Regions from separate parts of the Mus musculus genome. Here region 2 is linked to region 1. A link is a contact called in public promoter capture Hi-C data. All regions are on one chromosome and are shown on one strand. Each heading gives the region's core, a stretch centred on a gene start, on an enhancer-like site or on the middle of the called end of the contact. The rest is flanking DNA. Distances are from core to core; before and after follow the strand shown. Region 1 has its middle 44 kb from the start of Gm30532. Region 2 overlaps Kif6 (kinesin family member 6).

What was found. Promoter capture Hi-C pulls out the DNA fragments that hold promoters and counts their contacts.
Region 2: a promoter capture Hi-C map of hippocampal neurons shows a contact between it and region 1, with 2.4 times the contacts expected there. The contact joins two enhancer-like sites. A contact is called at or near these places in 1 of 39 promoter capture datasets (hippocampal neurons), 1 of 15 datasets of contacts at CTCF or cohesin (large pre-B cells), 1 of 115 datasets of contacts at active chromatin or transcription factors (embryonic basal ganglia) and 1 of 9 other capture datasets (embryonic stem cells).

Annotation. Positions count from the first base shown.
Region 1 is chr17:49,218,538-49,222,447 of GRCm38.p6, forward strand. No RefSeq gene overlaps it. Among named protein-coding and RNA genes, the nearest start is that of Gm30532, 44 kb to the right of the region's middle. Within about 2 kb of position 1,529, at least 9 of the 459 cell types and tissues checked have an H3K27ac peak or open chromatin away from gene starts, as enhancers often do. A contact at or near this core is called in hippocampal neurons, where this site is marked.
Region 2 is chr17:49,889,424-49,893,328 of GRCm38.p6, forward strand. It overlaps Kif6 (kinesin family member 6), which reads left to right. Exons shown (of 23, transcript NM_177052.3): 17 at 581-665; 18 at 2,267-2,402. Among named protein-coding and RNA genes, the nearest start is that of Gm16555, 70 kb to the left of the region's middle. Within about 2 kb of position 1,673, at least 8 of the 459 cell types and tissues checked have an H3K27ac peak or open chromatin away from gene starts, as enhancers often do. A contact at or near this core is called in hippocampal neurons, where this site is marked.

The DNA of each region.
Region 1 (3,910 bases), core at 279-2,778:
CGTGCACTGGTTTCTTTGCTTGTGTTGGTTTGTATAAGAAATGTCCGCTCATAAGATGAAGCATTTGAAAACCTGGTCTCCAGGTGGTGAAACTGTTTGGGGAGGTTTAGGTCCTACAACCTTGTGGTGGTTGAAATACGCTTGGCCCATGGGAAGTGGCATTATCAGGAGGTGTGGCCTTGTTGGAGGAAGTGTGTCACTGTGTAGGCAGGCTTTGAAGTCTCCTCCTATGCTCAGGCTGCACCAGGTGCAGATGAGACCCTCCTCCTGGGTGCCTGTGTATCAAGACGTAAAACCTCCAGTGCCATGTCTGCCTGCACAATGCCATGCTCCCACCACCATTCTGATAATGGACTGAACCTCTGAAAGTATAAGCCAGCCCCAATCAAGTGCTTGCCGTAGAAGAGTTTGTCTTGGTCATGCTGTGTCTTCACAGCAATGAAACCCAAACTAAGAGAAGCCTTCAGGGAGATCAGGAACCTTGCTTACTTCCAGTTTGCTCTCTTTGCTTCTCGCTTGTGGTTCAGGGTGTGAGCGCCCAGCTTCTTGTTTGAGGTTCCATTGCTGCTGCCTCTTGCTGCCATGTTTCCCTACCTGGATGGACTTCTTCCATGTTCTACTTCTGGGGTCATAAGCCAAAATGAACTCTTCAATAAACTGCCTTGATCACCATGCTTCATGGCAGCAACAGGAAAGTAGCAAGCTCCTGTTCTTGCCTATGCATCTAATGTGAATAGCTGCCTGAATCCCACCTTGACTCCCAGAAAAGTCATTGACCGTACCCTGGAATTGTGAGCCATGAAAACCCTTTCCTCCCCATGTTGCTTTTGGGTTAGTAAGATAGATAGATAGATAGATAGATAGATAGATAGATAGATAGATAGATAGATAGATAGATAGATAGGTAGGTAGGTAGGTAGGTAGGTAGATAGATAGATAGATAGATAGATAGATAGATAGATAGATAGAGAGATAGAGAGATAGAGAGATAGAGATAGATATATATTTACAGCAGCAGCTTTGAAACTAACTAGTACAGTGGTGCATTCCCACTATCAGACTTCTCCCCTGCCTACCAAACAGATGCCTGCTGAAGTAAGAGGCCTCATGACTCATAGTGTGTATTATTGAATTAAGGAGAGTAGGCTATCCTTGACTTGCCTCTGGGTCCCCAAAAAAGGCATTTGGCTCTCTCTGTCATAAGCAAGTAGCTCCCACACGCATGTGTCCACTCCTCCATAGCAACCCCATAGTGCGCCCTTAAGAAGCCACGTCTATGGAAAAACCTCCCACACCAGGAATGGGGCCTGGTCAGGAGGGTCTGTTCCTTTTATGAATTCATCCTCTCCAGCAGACATCTCATTTTCTCACAGGCAGCCCGTGCAGCCTGGCTCCTTGCCCTCCCAATTCACCTTCTGCTTTCCTCCCTGCCAGGCAGAAATAACAAGGAGATCAGAGCAGCTGTCAGGCCTACCAGTCTTTGGGAAAATGAGCCACCACCTGCTGTTGCCCCATTGAACATCAGTGTGTGGGCTGGGGACCACCCATCACCTCAACAGTGCCAGGAAGGGGAGGTTCCTGCTCCTGTGCCCATGTCCTTCTAAACAGCTTCAGGAGGTCCCCACCTCCTTTTCTTATAGCTTGTCTGAAACTCCACCATCAGTGTGGCATCCTTCCTGTATCTCAGCCTGCCACACATAATTCATCCATTCAGTATTTATTTTCTGAGGACATTCTGGCACTGAGGATTCTGGTAGCTTTACATGATTCTTCTGCTCCAAACCCCCTCCCCCAAGCCCACATATTTCTAAAGCTTTGGCAGGTGGAGCATGAATCAAGAGCCTCCAACAAAGCATCTAATGATGATAAGGACTTGTATGTAAAAAAGAGAGGTCTCTGGGTGGCCAAGGAGAGAGCAAGACAACAGTGAGAAGTAGCTGTCTAATGTCACCTTAGACACATGGCAACTAATCAGTTCTTGCCCTAGGGACTTCACAGTGGGCACAGCACAAGTAACACATAGCCTGACCCCCAAGTCCCAGGGTTCTCCAGGGGCTTCATCAGCAGTCTTTCCTTGGATGTGGCATATTGGAGGTTAGAGCCCCGCTTAGCTTAGCACCATCCTGTCATGTTTTCTTGACTTCTTTTGACCCTCGAAGAGCCCCTTGTATCCAAGAGTCCAGGTAGCTCATCTTGAAAGAAATGATTCTCTGGAACTTGGTGTCTTTATATCTGTCATACTGGTCACAGCCCAGGAAATAGTAACTATAAGCACACTCTGTGCAGACAGTGGGCAGCTTTAGCTGTAGATCTGAGTTCCAAAAGGATGTAGTTAGCATTTGGAGCTAAGGATGTAGCTCCTTTGTCAGAGTGGTAAGAAAAGTCAAGGTCGTTCTTGGCTACAGAGCCAGTTTGAAGTTAGCTTGTTCTACATGAAACCTTGTGGATCTGCATATATGTTATACTCATGTGTTGCAGACATGATTAAGGCACTGTGTATGTACAAACACAAGGCACAGAAACGCCTGCACCCGTGGATTCCACTGTAGTATTGGAAGAGGGAACATGATCAAGGATGTGGTATGCCTGTGAGTGTTGAGGGCTTGAAGGAAAAGCAGAAGGATTCGGGGCTAAGAAGTAGTGGGAAGTTCGTGGCTGCAGTTTAGCATAAACTGGTAGAGACGACATTTTCATAAATGTCCAAATGAGGGTGTGTGTTGAGGGAAATATTTAAAAAATGAACCCACCAACTCTCGGCAGGGTCATACCACACTCCTGTGCTCCCGCCACCACCACCACCACCTCTCCTGGGCTAGCTCCCGTTCACTTGTCCCTGGTGCTGCTAGGACTTCCTCAAGCCATAAACCCACATTCCAGTAACTAAATGGAACCGCCAACCTCGCGGTTACATATCACAATAGCCACTAATCCAGTAAAATCAAGACCCTTAAAGCTTAATTAACCAATCAGATTTATGTATGTATCAATAAAATCACAATTTACAAGATGCCAATACAGTAATTTCAGAATCAATTGATAACGATAAAAGCTTTATCCCAATATTTCTAACCCTGTGAAATCATAGCTACTTGTGGCTGGTAAACACCACGCGGGTTCCCGTCTGCAGCCATCTCCTCTCCTCTGAGACATTTTCTGTCTCTCTGCAACTCCTAGCTCCGCCTCCCTTTTCCCTGTCCAATCACAGACCTCTTCTGCACTAATGTAATTGGACAGGGAAAATTCTGCAACAGATGTGAGGAAAGAGAACCCTCATCCATTGACGGCATGAGTGCAAACAAGTATGGCCCTTATGGAAATCAGTACTGAGACTTCTCAAAAAGAAAACACTACCATATGACCCAGCTACACCAATCCTGAGCATACGCCCAAAGGTCTTTATATCCCACCAGAGCATAGTGTACAACTAGATTTATCGATACCCTATTTACAATAACAAGGAAATGGATACAGGCTGATGACTGGCTAGATAAACTGATGAATGAATAAAGAAAATGTGGTGCATATACACAATGTAATTTTATTCAGATGTAAAGAAAAACAAATTCATGGAATTTGTAGTAAAATGATGGATCTGGAAAATATAAGCAGGATGATAAAAATTCAGAAAAACAAAAACCATATGACCTCCGTCATTTGTGGCTGCTCAGTGTAATGTGTGCACATGTGTGTATAAGCAGGTGTAAGCATGAGTCAAGTCTAGAAAGGGGGGTCAGAACCGGGTGAAAGAGATGGTGAAGAAGGGTGGAGAATAGGCAGAAGGGCACGAAGGAGGTGAACGAGTAAGAGAGACTGGACCGGGGCGACAATGAGAGGGGGAGTAGAACAGTTGGTGAGGAGTGAGAAGCAAGGAGAAGGGGGAGATGCGAGGGAAGGAAAGGCTATGGAAATA
Region 2 (3,905 bases), core at 423-2,922, 670 kb after region 1:
GGCCTTCATTCTGGAGGGAGGGTGCACGAGCAATGGTATGTACTGGGGGCTGGGGTGGTGGGGGAGGGGTGAGGAGCAGGAGGGGATATGGGGCATTGGCTCATGGGGGCATGAACTGGAGGCAGAGGTGAGAGTGGAGAGCAGCAGCTCAGGTAGGGGGGAGGCCTTCACTCTGCTGGGTCTGTAAGATCCTCTGCTGTGACTAAGAAGCATTGAACAATTGCAGACGCCCTGGAAGGGTGGAGAATTAGCAGACGAGCTAGAAGGGAGCTCCCCCTGCCCCCCACCCCCACCCAGCCTACAGCCAGGCACCCTCACAGAGGGCACAGCATCCAGGCCAGGTCACAGGCGCCAGTCAGTCGCACTGAAGTGCCATTAGGTCTGCCTCCAGTGACAGACACCAGGGCTGGAGGGAGGGCGGCTCTGAAGCCAAGCCAAGGCTGCCACCCAGAGGTCCCCAAAAGAACTCCCCGGACCCCTTTTGTCTTTGGATGCCCTTGACCTCTGCTATTGGCCCCTCCCCATTTTTTCCTTCTACCTTTCTTTGTTGCCGTAACCTCCTGGCATCTTACCCCTCCAGGAATCTCAGAGAACACTGTCCCAGCCTCCACGCCTGACCCCCAGGAGGAGAAACTGCGAGCACAGCTGGAGGAGGAGAAGGGCAGGTGAGCCAGCAGCTGCTTGCTTGCTTGGTTGTTACCGCCTGCGTCTGACCACAGCCTCCTTGGGCCTCCAGGACTGCAGCTTCTCCTTAGGAAAGGTGTCCAGCCTGGAGCCTTAAACCGCAGGAGAGGGCAGGAGTAGCCTTAAGCAAGGCCTACTCCTGGAAGGGGGGTACTGAATGAGGAAGAGTCCTGTCCTGCCAGCGAGTGCCCTCTACAGCAGTGCCTCTCAACCTGGCAGTGCGACGCCCACAAGGGCCACCTGTCAGATATCCTGCATATCCGATATCCTGCATATCAGATATTTACCTTTTATAGTGGATATTTATGATTCATAAGAGTAGCAATGAAACATGTTCTCCCGCGCAGCATCTAGCTGCCAGCCACAGCAAGTCTCTGAACAGAAAGCAAATTTTTATCCACCAGAAAGGTTGGAGCTGGTGGGGTGGCTCAGTGGGTGAAGGGTTTGATACACTGGCCTCGGTTATGAAGTAGCTAATTGTATGCTTGGGGGTCACCACAACCTGAGGAACTGTACTACAGGGTCCCAGCCTTAGAAAGATTAAGAACCAGTGCTCTGAAGGAACCAGGAAGCCCATGGTGGGCTTCACTCCACGGCTTTATCAAAGCTTAACCTGGCTCTCGCAAACCTCAGATCTTCACCCAGCTATCAAGAGGTCCGAAGTGATTTTACTTACAGGGTGAGGAGACACAGGCTTGGGTCAGGCAGCAGAGCTCATTCATTCATTTATCCTCTATGTCAAGGCTGGAGGTCCTAAACAAGTCAGTTTCCTGCCTCACGTTACTGGTGACATCACTGCAAACCCCCCCCCCAACACACACACAGGCACACAGGCACACAGGCACACATGCACACACACACGCACACACACGCACACATGCACACGCACATGCACACGCACTCACCACACAGCGCCCCACTCCCTCACGGCTTCACGGCAAAGGCATGAGTGTTGCCCACACCCCTGTGCCATCTGCCAGCGCCATTGTTGTTTTCCCCCGGCTGTCCATCTGCCCCTCGCAGCATCAGCTCCTTCCCTCGTGGCTGTGAAAAGCAACTGCAAATACAGCTTGAGAAAAACGTTTCTTTCTTCCCGTGGTCTAAGGGTACCCTCCATCAGGGCGTAGAAGGCCTGGGCAGGAACACGAGGTCACACACTCTGCAGTCAGAGAGCAAAAGATGGATGCTCGGCCTGTCTAATCTTTTACTCTGCCCAGAGTTCGAGTCCCTGGGCTGGTGCTGCCCACTTCAGGGTACATCAGCCATGCTCCATTAAAGGTCTCTGGAAACAGCCTCCCAAGCCCTTACAGAGGTACGTCTCCTAGGTGACTCGGGATCTAGCCGTGCTGACACTGAAGACCAAGCGTCACGCTTCTCCTTAGTCCACGTTCAGTGAAAAGGACTTCTTATTCTTGGAGAAGGTCCCCTGTGCCTAGTGAGCCAAAAAGTGGTCCACTCTGATCTCTCACCAGGGCATCTCTGCCAGGCCTCTGGGGCACAGACCCTCCCCCCTTGCAGCCTCCCCCACCCACGCTGTACAGGCATCATCTCACTGCAGCTCCTCTAATGCATGCCACTGCAGGTACAAAACGGCCTTTATGCACCTGAAGGCCCTGAAGGTGGAGATAGAGCACCTGCAGCTGCTCATGGACAAAGCCAAGGTCAAGCTGCAGAAAGAGTTCGAGGCCTGGTGGGCAGAGGAGGCCACCAGCCTGCAGGTATGCTGCGGGGCACATCGGGACAGTGTCCCGTACAAGCTCGGGTCCCTTGCGAGACAGTGGGGTGGGATGAGGCTTTCAAACCTCAAGTCTGTGGGCACTGGTCATGGCTCACAGAGCAAGTGCTCCCCTGAGTGATAGGAACACAAGAAGATCAGTGTCTCTGCTCCAGGGCCTCAGATAGCCTGAGCAATGAGAGATGACTCAAAAAGTAAATGATTGTGTCTCTGTTGCTTCATCTAAGATAATTTGGAGACTTCATTTGACATTCCCCCCTCTCTCCCCCTCCCTTCTCCTTCCCTCCCTCCTGCTTCCCTTCCTACCTTCATTTCTTATTTTCTTTCCTTCTTTCTTTGAGGCAGGGTCTCTCCATGTAGACCGGGCTGGCCTTGAACTCAGAGATGCGCCTGCCTCTGCCTTTTGAGTCCTTGGATTAATGGCAGGTGCCACCAGACCTGGTTGTTCTTTCTTTCATTGCACACACACAAACACACACACACACACACACACACACACACACACACACACACACACACACACACACTAGTTCTAGAAATGCTAGAAAACATGAAGAAGAAAGTAGAAATTACGTTTATCCTGCCACTTTAAGAGAACCAAGTCTCCGTATGATATCTCTGCGTGCTTTTTCTGCATATGTACCACTATGGGGTTTTTATCATTTTGATGAAGTGTGTATGTGTGTTGTGAAGGAAGAGGTGTTGGTTGGTTTGTGGCTTGTAGTACCAGGACTCAAGCCCAGAATCTCAAGCATACTGGGCAAGCATCCTACCGTAGAGCAACATCTTGTTGGTCTTAAGTACTGTGGTTGGCCTTGTGTTTTTTTTTTTTTTAACTTTTTAGAATAACTGCTTTTTTTCATATCACAATTCTGTAACGCCATTTCCAACTGTCACTGTTGCATCCTGTAAATATACTCAAGACAATTCAGTCGATCTGCTCTTGAATATTTAGATAGTTTCTGGTTCTTCACAGTAGACATATCTGTAGACGGTTTTTGCATATTTCCCAGACAAATCTCTAGAAAGTCTCTCTGATGTTGTGAAGGCTAAAATAACCTGCTAAGAAACAGCAGTAAAAAGCCCAGCTTTCTGTTTGCCCCCCTTGGGTATGGTAGGATGGAATTGAGGAGGTCACGGGTCACCCTTGGAGAGACCTCCCCCAGTCTCTCTCTTCACTTTAAAGACAATGAAACTTCGAGCCCGAAAGGGCTCACGCCCAAGGACACCCAGCCAAGCACTGACAGTGCGTTATTCTGGCCATGGTGTCACACATCTAAAGACATAACACTTACGAGGCAGGGGCAAGATGATTATGACTTCAAGGCCAGCCTGGGCCACACAAAAACAAGACTTCATCTCAAAAAGAATTTTTATTCATTATGGAAATCAGTATTATGGTTCCTAAACAGAAACTAGAATAACAATATTACCCATCTATGCCAGCCCTGGCTAGGTATCTGGAGGAATCTAAGCACAGCACAGA